2 separate regions of the Rattus norvegicus genome follow, and region 2 is linked to region 1. A link is a contact called in public Hi-C data. All regions are on one chromosome and are shown on one strand. The core of a region is the stretch at or near the end of the contact, and the rest is flanking DNA. Distances in the headings are between cores, read along the strand shown.

Region 1 (3,561 bases), core at 518-3,017:
ACTGCTGATCTAATCTTGTGGGGGTGGGGTCCTGTTTTAGTCACTGTGTCGCAGCAGTGGCTGTCCTTACAGTTCTTTGCAGACCTCCATTGTCTAATCTGGTTTATTTTTCTGAATAAACATTATGGTTTGTCATATTTTAAAACAGATTTTTTTCCCTTAAATTTTATAAAATACAGAAATTTTAAAAGAATTGTCTTGGCACCGTCACAGTGTTAATGGCTACCGGAGGCATGGTGTGCCAGCCCCTGAGACTGGTATGTCTGAGCTTGTACACACCCCAGCCCTCATCACCTACCCCACTTTCCATGTTCCAGGCCCATCATTCCACAAGTCTGTTGTATTTTCTGCACATTTTTATTACTTGCTATAAAATTTGCTTTTATCAGTGTTTAGGTTTCTGTTGTAAATAAAGCATTTTCTGTTATATTTTCTACCAGCCTTGGTATAAACAAAAATATGGATGTTTGTAACTATGGTAGGGTACCACTCATGACTTTTGACCATTTCACTGGGTCCCTTTAGATGACTGTCCCCACAAAATACTGTTTATTCTTATCATCCATTTCTGACTTATCGCGTAAGTCGGTTGCTCTCAAGAAATGATTAAAAACAGCAGTGATTCTGGCAGAAGTCTTCTTGGCCTAGTCTTGCACTTCTTGCACCTAGTCTTTGCTTCTGTGCCATGGTGAATGACATTGTGGCCATGCATGGCATCGTGGTGGGGCGTGGCATTGTGGTTGCACGTAGCATTGGCATGAAGCAAATATTCATCACTGTTTCCCAGTTTGCAAGTTCTGTTTTGATTTTTCTGGTTTCCCTGCTGACTTCTTTTTCCTCTTTAGCTAGTTAGAATTGTGTTGCTTAATTTTCATACAGCTGGGGATTTTCCGTGTATTTTATTTATTTCTAGTTGAATTTTGTTGTGGCTAGAAGACATGGTGTATGCACTTAACGATAATGCTTTTCACAAGCATTATCTGATACACTGCTTCTATTGCTCTAGACAGTTCATTTTTATTTTCACTTACTAATGTGTGTGATGTAGGGCATTGAACCCAGCGCCCTGAATCTTGAGTATTCACTCTGCCATGGAGCTACACCTCCTGTGGATGGCAGCGTGGCCTCTACCAAGGTGTTGGGCTGTTTCCTTCTAGAGGTGCTGAGGATAATCTGTTTCCTTGCTTGCGTAGTCTATTGGCAGCATTAGGTATTGTGGCTAAACTCCAGAGCACTGCAGCCGTCAGATCAGATTCTTCAGAGCACTGCAACCATCAGATCAGCGTTTCTTTCTCCAGTCACTCACTCATCTCTTCCCTTGTGCTCAATTATTTCTTCTTTATTTTGGAGTGTAGTAAGTTGAACCTAGAAGTTTGCATATGCTAAGCACCTGCTGTCTAAGTCAGCTTGGCTTGCTGTAACAAAATACCCGAGACTGTCAGTTCAGGTTCAGTCTCTTGATCCAGTTCCAAGCCTTTGAGCAGGAGGCAAAGCAGAGCATCTTGGAGACACTGTTCACCTCCTGACAACCTGACACAGAGGAACAGAAAGGCCAGGGACCTCTCTTCGTGAAGACTGTTCCATAGTGACGCATCTGATTATGAACCCATTAGTTGGTCAGTCCCCTAAAAGAAGTCTGAGTCCTCATGATCGATCCGGCTAACTTTCCAAAGTTCCACCTCAGAGCACAGTTGCCTTGGGGTCAGGACTCTGGGCCTCTGAGTGTGAGTACACTCTGGGTCAAGGTCTACCCTGGACTTTCACAAGTTCAGGCATACACTAGCTCATCTGCAGCTTTGAAGCGAGCAGGGGCAGATCACATCTTAGAGCAGAGTGTCTCACCTGACGGCTGGTTAGCCAAAGACTGCTGTGAAGTTTGTTAATTTCCTCATTCCAGAGTCCATGACCTCAGCAGACTTACACAGCGTCACTAACCGAAGGAAACCTGCGCACATGGAGGTCCAGGTCCAGGTGTCACATTTGCTGGCCATTGTTTTGCTTTCCACATGGCCATGTGGAAAACACAGCATCATGAGCGCATCTTGAAGGCGGTGGACAGTGCAGCAATGCCAGCCTCTTAGGATTCTTTCCCCGCACCCCCCCCCCACTTTCAGAGCTCATTCCCGAGCATAGAATTGGGGTAACAGCTGAGCTGACAGGGAAGTCTGCTGTCATTTCCTCATTTGGTCTTTGTTTTGCCTTCGTATGTATGGGAGGGTTGTAGATGGATATATGTGTTCATGTGTGTGCATTGCATGTATGCACTGAGGGCAGGCACTGACATTGGCTTTCTTCCTGGATCATTCTTGTTTTCTGAGACAGTTTTTTTTTTTTTTATTTGTTTACACACCAAACATGGAGCTCATGCATGATTCTGCAAGGCTAACCGACTAGCCCAGGAATTCTCCTGCCTCCACTTCCCTGGTGCTAAGATGACCGACATGCACTGTCACACTGTCCCCTCCCCTCCCCTGTGCTCTTCTTCCCTCCTCTCCTCCCCCCTTCTCTTTTCCTGAGTGTGGCTTCTGGGGATTCAGACTCCATGCCTGCATGCTAAGCGGCTTCCTAACTGGGCTGTGTCTCTATTCTGGGTTTGCCTTTGCTGTTGAATTCTGAATTACTTCCCAATACAAAGTTCGGGGCTGAGAGTTTAGTTTTCTTTCAGTTCTGTAAGAATGGAGTAGATGGACGGTGGAAGCTGGGTGAGATTTAAGCAGCCAACACCACACTAACATTACTTGATTATGTATTTCTGGATCATATTCCTGGAGGGAAGGAAGAGCTTGGCAGTGAGCTGCTGTGGCTTCCTGTCTCTGCTGTGCCAATCCCCACCTCTGCTGCCTTGTAAACTCAGGGCCGAGGACCTGCTGCGGCAGAATGCCTTTACCATGTGCTCCTGGTCTGCTGGTCTGTGTGCAGCACGGCTTGCACTCGGTCCCCGTGTGTGTTGTAAACACGGTTTCTGTTTTCTGTTGTAAACACCATGTTCATGAAACCCCCTTGACTCGAAAGCGCTTCCTTCTGCTCCCTACGCAGGAGTGAGTCAGAGATGTGCCACTGTCCCTGTAAAGCCACCCTGCCCTGTCTTCATCCCCAGTGGTCAGCTCTTCCCGAGCTTCCTGATTGTGCCTCCTCGCCATGCATTTGATTGCCTAGTTCTCTGTCTTGTGGCTGCAGTCTCCTCCTCTCTACTGAGGGGAGCTTCCTGTCTGCACGCACCCTCAGCCCTCACCCTCAGACATCTGGGCTTTCCCCTTCATGTCCAGCTTCCCGGGAAGTTCCGGCTTAGCTGGCCCCTGAGCTCACGCTTCCTCCCACATTTCCCCATGGTGGAGATGGATTTGACTCCTGGATCCCACTGACCTTGTTTTCAGACATGAGGCCATCCTCCCCATTCCCATGGCCACAAGCCGGTTACTCTCCTTCGTGCGACCATGTATGTTTAACGCCCTCGGCCACAGGAGCTTTGGTGTGAACTTGTAAGCCAGGTGCCCAGGCTCTTCTGTCACAGGATTCATTGCTTCTTTCCAGTCCCTACCTTGTTTCTTCCTGCTCCTAGCT
Region 2 (3,561 bases), core at 482-2,981, 86 kb before region 1:
TTTTGGTAGGCATATTTTTTCCTTTGCAAAACATTATTTTTGGCTCTAAGCTCGCCATTACTGAGTATTCCATTTTTAATAATTTCCATTCCGGGGCTTTGAGCTTTTCTTAGCTCCAGCAAGCTAGAGGTAGGACTTCCTCGGGGGATTTTAAGGGTCAATCGTTAGTAGGAACGACCATCTTTCTGAAAGCCTAAGGGAGCAAAACAAGTTTGCACGATGGTCAGCTGTTAGTGGGCGTATGATCATTTAACAAAGAATATTTTTGTTTTGCGTCATTTTTTTTTTACACCTTATCCTTTCCAACTTTGAGGTGACCCGTTAAATCCGTCCCTTCTGCAGACTCTTTTGTGGATGCGTGGAATTTTGAAGTTCAAACTGCTAGTATTCTTCATGTCTATCTACCCTTGAAAACCTGCTTCGCTCCCCAGATCCAGCTCCCCTGATATTTCCAGAAGTTTCCAGTTCCCGTTCTCTAACGCTTTCTAGCAGCCGGGGTCAAACTCTGGTTTGTAATAAATTAGTCTGTCTTTCCATTTCACTCCCCCAGAGTTCCAGAAGCCTGCTGGGTGGCTCCGCCCCGCACCCCCTCCTCGGCTTCCAAAGTTCCCTCGCGGGTTAGTCCCCAGCTGACAGGCAGTCAAGGAGGGGTTAACAGCGCTCGCTGTTGCTTAGGCTCTGGGAAGCACCGGCTCTCTCCGGAATAACCTTGGCTTTCCTCGGTCTTTTAATAGAACATCCGCCACCAAAAGAGTGGTTTCAGTTCAGGGCTTAATAACATGTCCCCTCTGACCCTCCAAGTCAACACCCCAGCCCCCTTTCTCTCTCTCTTTTTTTCAAAGTTATTTTTCAAAGTTAATGAGTTTCAAGTTTCACTATGATTTCCCCTTCCCTCTACGCGGAGCTGAGGAAACCCCCTTGGGGTCCCCCCTCCCTCCCGGGTCCTCCTCCTCCCTACCAGGGCCAGGGCGAGGGGCGGGGCTGGGAGACACCATGACGTCACCGGGCCGGCCCACAGCCTGCTCTAGAAAGTCAAAAGACGGTAAAGAGAATCCGGCCCCGCCCGGCCCCGCCCCTCCTCTCGGGCCAACCGCCCCCGACTGCGGCCCGGCCGGGCTTCCCCGGGCCGCGGAGCCCCGCCTCCGCCACCGCCCCGCCCCGCCCCGCCCCTCGGGCCGCGCCTCCTCCTGCGTCCTGGGTCCCCGCGGCGGGGCCTGCGGCCGGCGGGCGGGCGGGCGGGCGGGCGGGCGGGGCGGCAGGGGGCCCCGGGCCGGCTTCACAGGAGCCCGCCCTCCCGCCGCAGCCCCCGCCCCGCCGCCCCCGGGGATCCCCTGCCGCCCCGCCCACGCGCGGGGAAGCCGCCGACCTTCGCCCTGGCCGCCCTCGCGCTGCCAGCGGTCCTCACGGACACCCGGGAGAGGTAAAGGCCGCTCTCCCGCCGGGTTCCACTCGGTCCCTCCCGCGCCTTGCTCGCGCCTCAGTGCCCGTCGGGAGGAGGCTCTGCTTGTGTCCCGGTTGTCAAGTGCAGCGCAGTTCCCGACGGGTGCGGGCCGGGCTTGGCGGTGGGGGCGCTGCACCCGGGAGAGCGCGGCGCGGGGGGCGGGGGCCGGGACCACCTCCCCCTGGCGGGCGGGCGGGCGGGCGCGCGGGTGTGCGTGTGAGTGTGTGCGCGTGTGCCGGCGCCGACCTTGCGGAGGGGATGCTGCGTGCGGGAGCCGCTTGCCACTTCGGCGGGTCCTGGCCGCGCAGGCGGCGGGAGCTGCGGTCCTGCGAGCCCAGCAGGTACGGAGGGCCGGCCTCCCGGTCGCCACGGCCGCTTCTCGCAGGAGGGCTCGGCGGGGCTGCGGGAGACCAGGCCGCGGCTTCCGCACCTCCCGGCTTTGTGGCTCGCTTTCCCTTTCGTTCTTTGCCGGGAGTGCCTGTTTTACTCCGGGCCACCTGGGTAGTTTCTCTCCGGGTAGGGCGCGCGCCCGCCGCTGGTGGGTCGGGGCCGGTGGGTAGGGGCGCGGGGCGGCTCGGGCTCGCTGCGGGTCGGGCTCCAGCAGGAGTTGCGGCTAGAGAGGGGAGGGGGCTGTGGCGAGGCTGGCGCGAGGAGGAGTCTCAAGGCTGCCGCTCTCGCCGACTCTGTCCTCCTCCTCCTCCTGCTCTCCGCATCCACTCCAGGCTCCTTCCGGAGCTGGCACTTCCATTCCCCCCTCCTTCTGGCATGCGAAGCGCTTTGTTCAGTGCAGCGTTGCAGAGGGGTTTTCCCAGGCTCCGCCCTCCACATTCATTCATGTTTTTTCTCCTTGTGACTGTCTTTACGCTTTTTGATCCTGTCCTGTTTTTGCACCTTGTAGTATGTATTTCTTTCTGGAGAAAGAATGGTTGATCACTGGTCCTAGTCGCTACGGTGCTGTCGTCTTTGAAAATAACCACTTCACCGCGGATTTAAACGTGGGCTGGACAGCTAGGGACAGGGGGGTGGAGGCTGCAAAACCGGGTCGCACAAAGCTGTTACAGGTTGGGAATTTGCATATTTTACATTTAAGCTGGGGGCTGATGGGGGGTCACGTGATCGGCTTACAATCAGAGTTCACGCTTTAAAAACTTCGTAATATTGTGACCGCTTAAAAGCTCTAGTTTTAATACGGAACGGAACAGAACACTTATAGCTTTATGTTTAAATTCTCTGTGCAGTCAAAACCTTTTTGAATGCGAGAGCTGATGGCTCTGTGGTAAAGCGAGCTGAGGAGCCCTATCTTTTGTAGGTCATTAGCTGGTGCTGCAAGAGACATCATCCATCGTTGACCATCCTGTTTCATAGTCTTCCTCTTTGGTTAGATTGTGAATAGTTTGTGCTATGCCGACTCTTAGCCTTGTTAGGAGTACAGCTGCAAGCAAGTTAATTGTAGTCGCCTTTTCCTTATGCGTTTTAGCTAAAGTGAAAACATACATCAAACACCTTATTCTGGGAAGCATTTTCTTTTCCTTGGAGGCGTTCTTCCCGGGAATTAATATTTCAGCATTTTCATGTTGCAGGCAAAGCTTCTACATTGTTTAGCTTAGTCCTTAGTCCTTAGCCCATCTGAGGTGGATACTGTTTCCTGATTTTACAGCTTGGGAAATCCGATCTTCTCTTCTGAGAGCTTAAGTACCTTGAACAAGGCCACACAGTATGGGGTAAAGCCTGGCCTTGAACCTGGTCAGGTTTGATTCCAAAGTATGTCTTCATGACTTGCTGTGTCATTCATCCCTTTGGGAGGGGATTGTCCTTGGTAGGTAAGTGTTATCTTCTCAGAGGAAATGGGCATGGAGTCATGTGGGGCCACATTCCATAGTTACTGATCTGAGGAAGGTTTCATAATCTCTTCCCAAAACTTTTTTTTTTCTCTTTGTAAAATGGATGAATTGGAGCTGTGGTCTTTTTTTTTTTTTTTTTTTTTTTTTTTTTTTTTTGGTCTTTTTTTTTTTTTCGGAGCTGGGGACCGAACCCAGGGCCTTGTGCTTCCTAGGCAAGCGCTCTACCACTGAGCTAAATCCCCAGCCCCCCCCCTTTTTTTTTTTTTTAATCTCTCCCAA

The links. Hi-C and Micro-C count contacts between places; a contact is called where the count stands out from the background.
Region 2: a contact with region 1 is called in a Hi-C map of liver, with 3 times the contacts expected there. The contact joins the promoter of Hivep1 here to the enhancer-like site in region 1. A contact is called at or near these places in 10 of 12 Hi-C or Micro-C datasets (the A7r5 cell line, the Rat2 cell line, Schwann cells and 5 more) and 1 of 1 datasets of contacts at active chromatin or transcription factors (oligodendrocytes).

The regions. Positions count from the first base shown.
Region 1 is chr17:22,829,262-22,832,822 of GRCr8, reverse strand. The region is part of intron 3 of Hivep1 (HIVEP zinc finger 1); the gene reads left to right. Among named protein-coding and RNA genes, the nearest start is that of Hivep1, 86 kb to the left of the region's middle. Within about 2 kb of position 1,767, at least 2 of the 93 cell types and tissues checked have an H3K27ac peak or open chromatin away from gene starts, as enhancers often do. A contact at or near this core is called in liver, where this site is marked.
Region 2 is chr17:22,915,366-22,918,926 of GRCr8, reverse strand. It overlaps Hivep1 (HIVEP zinc finger 1), which reads left to right and starts at 1,731. Exons shown (of 9, transcript NM_001105751.2): 1 at 1,731-1,782. It overlaps LOC108348545 (a long non-coding RNA gene), which reads right to left and starts at 967. Exons shown (of 2, transcript XR_005495726.2): 1 at 1-967.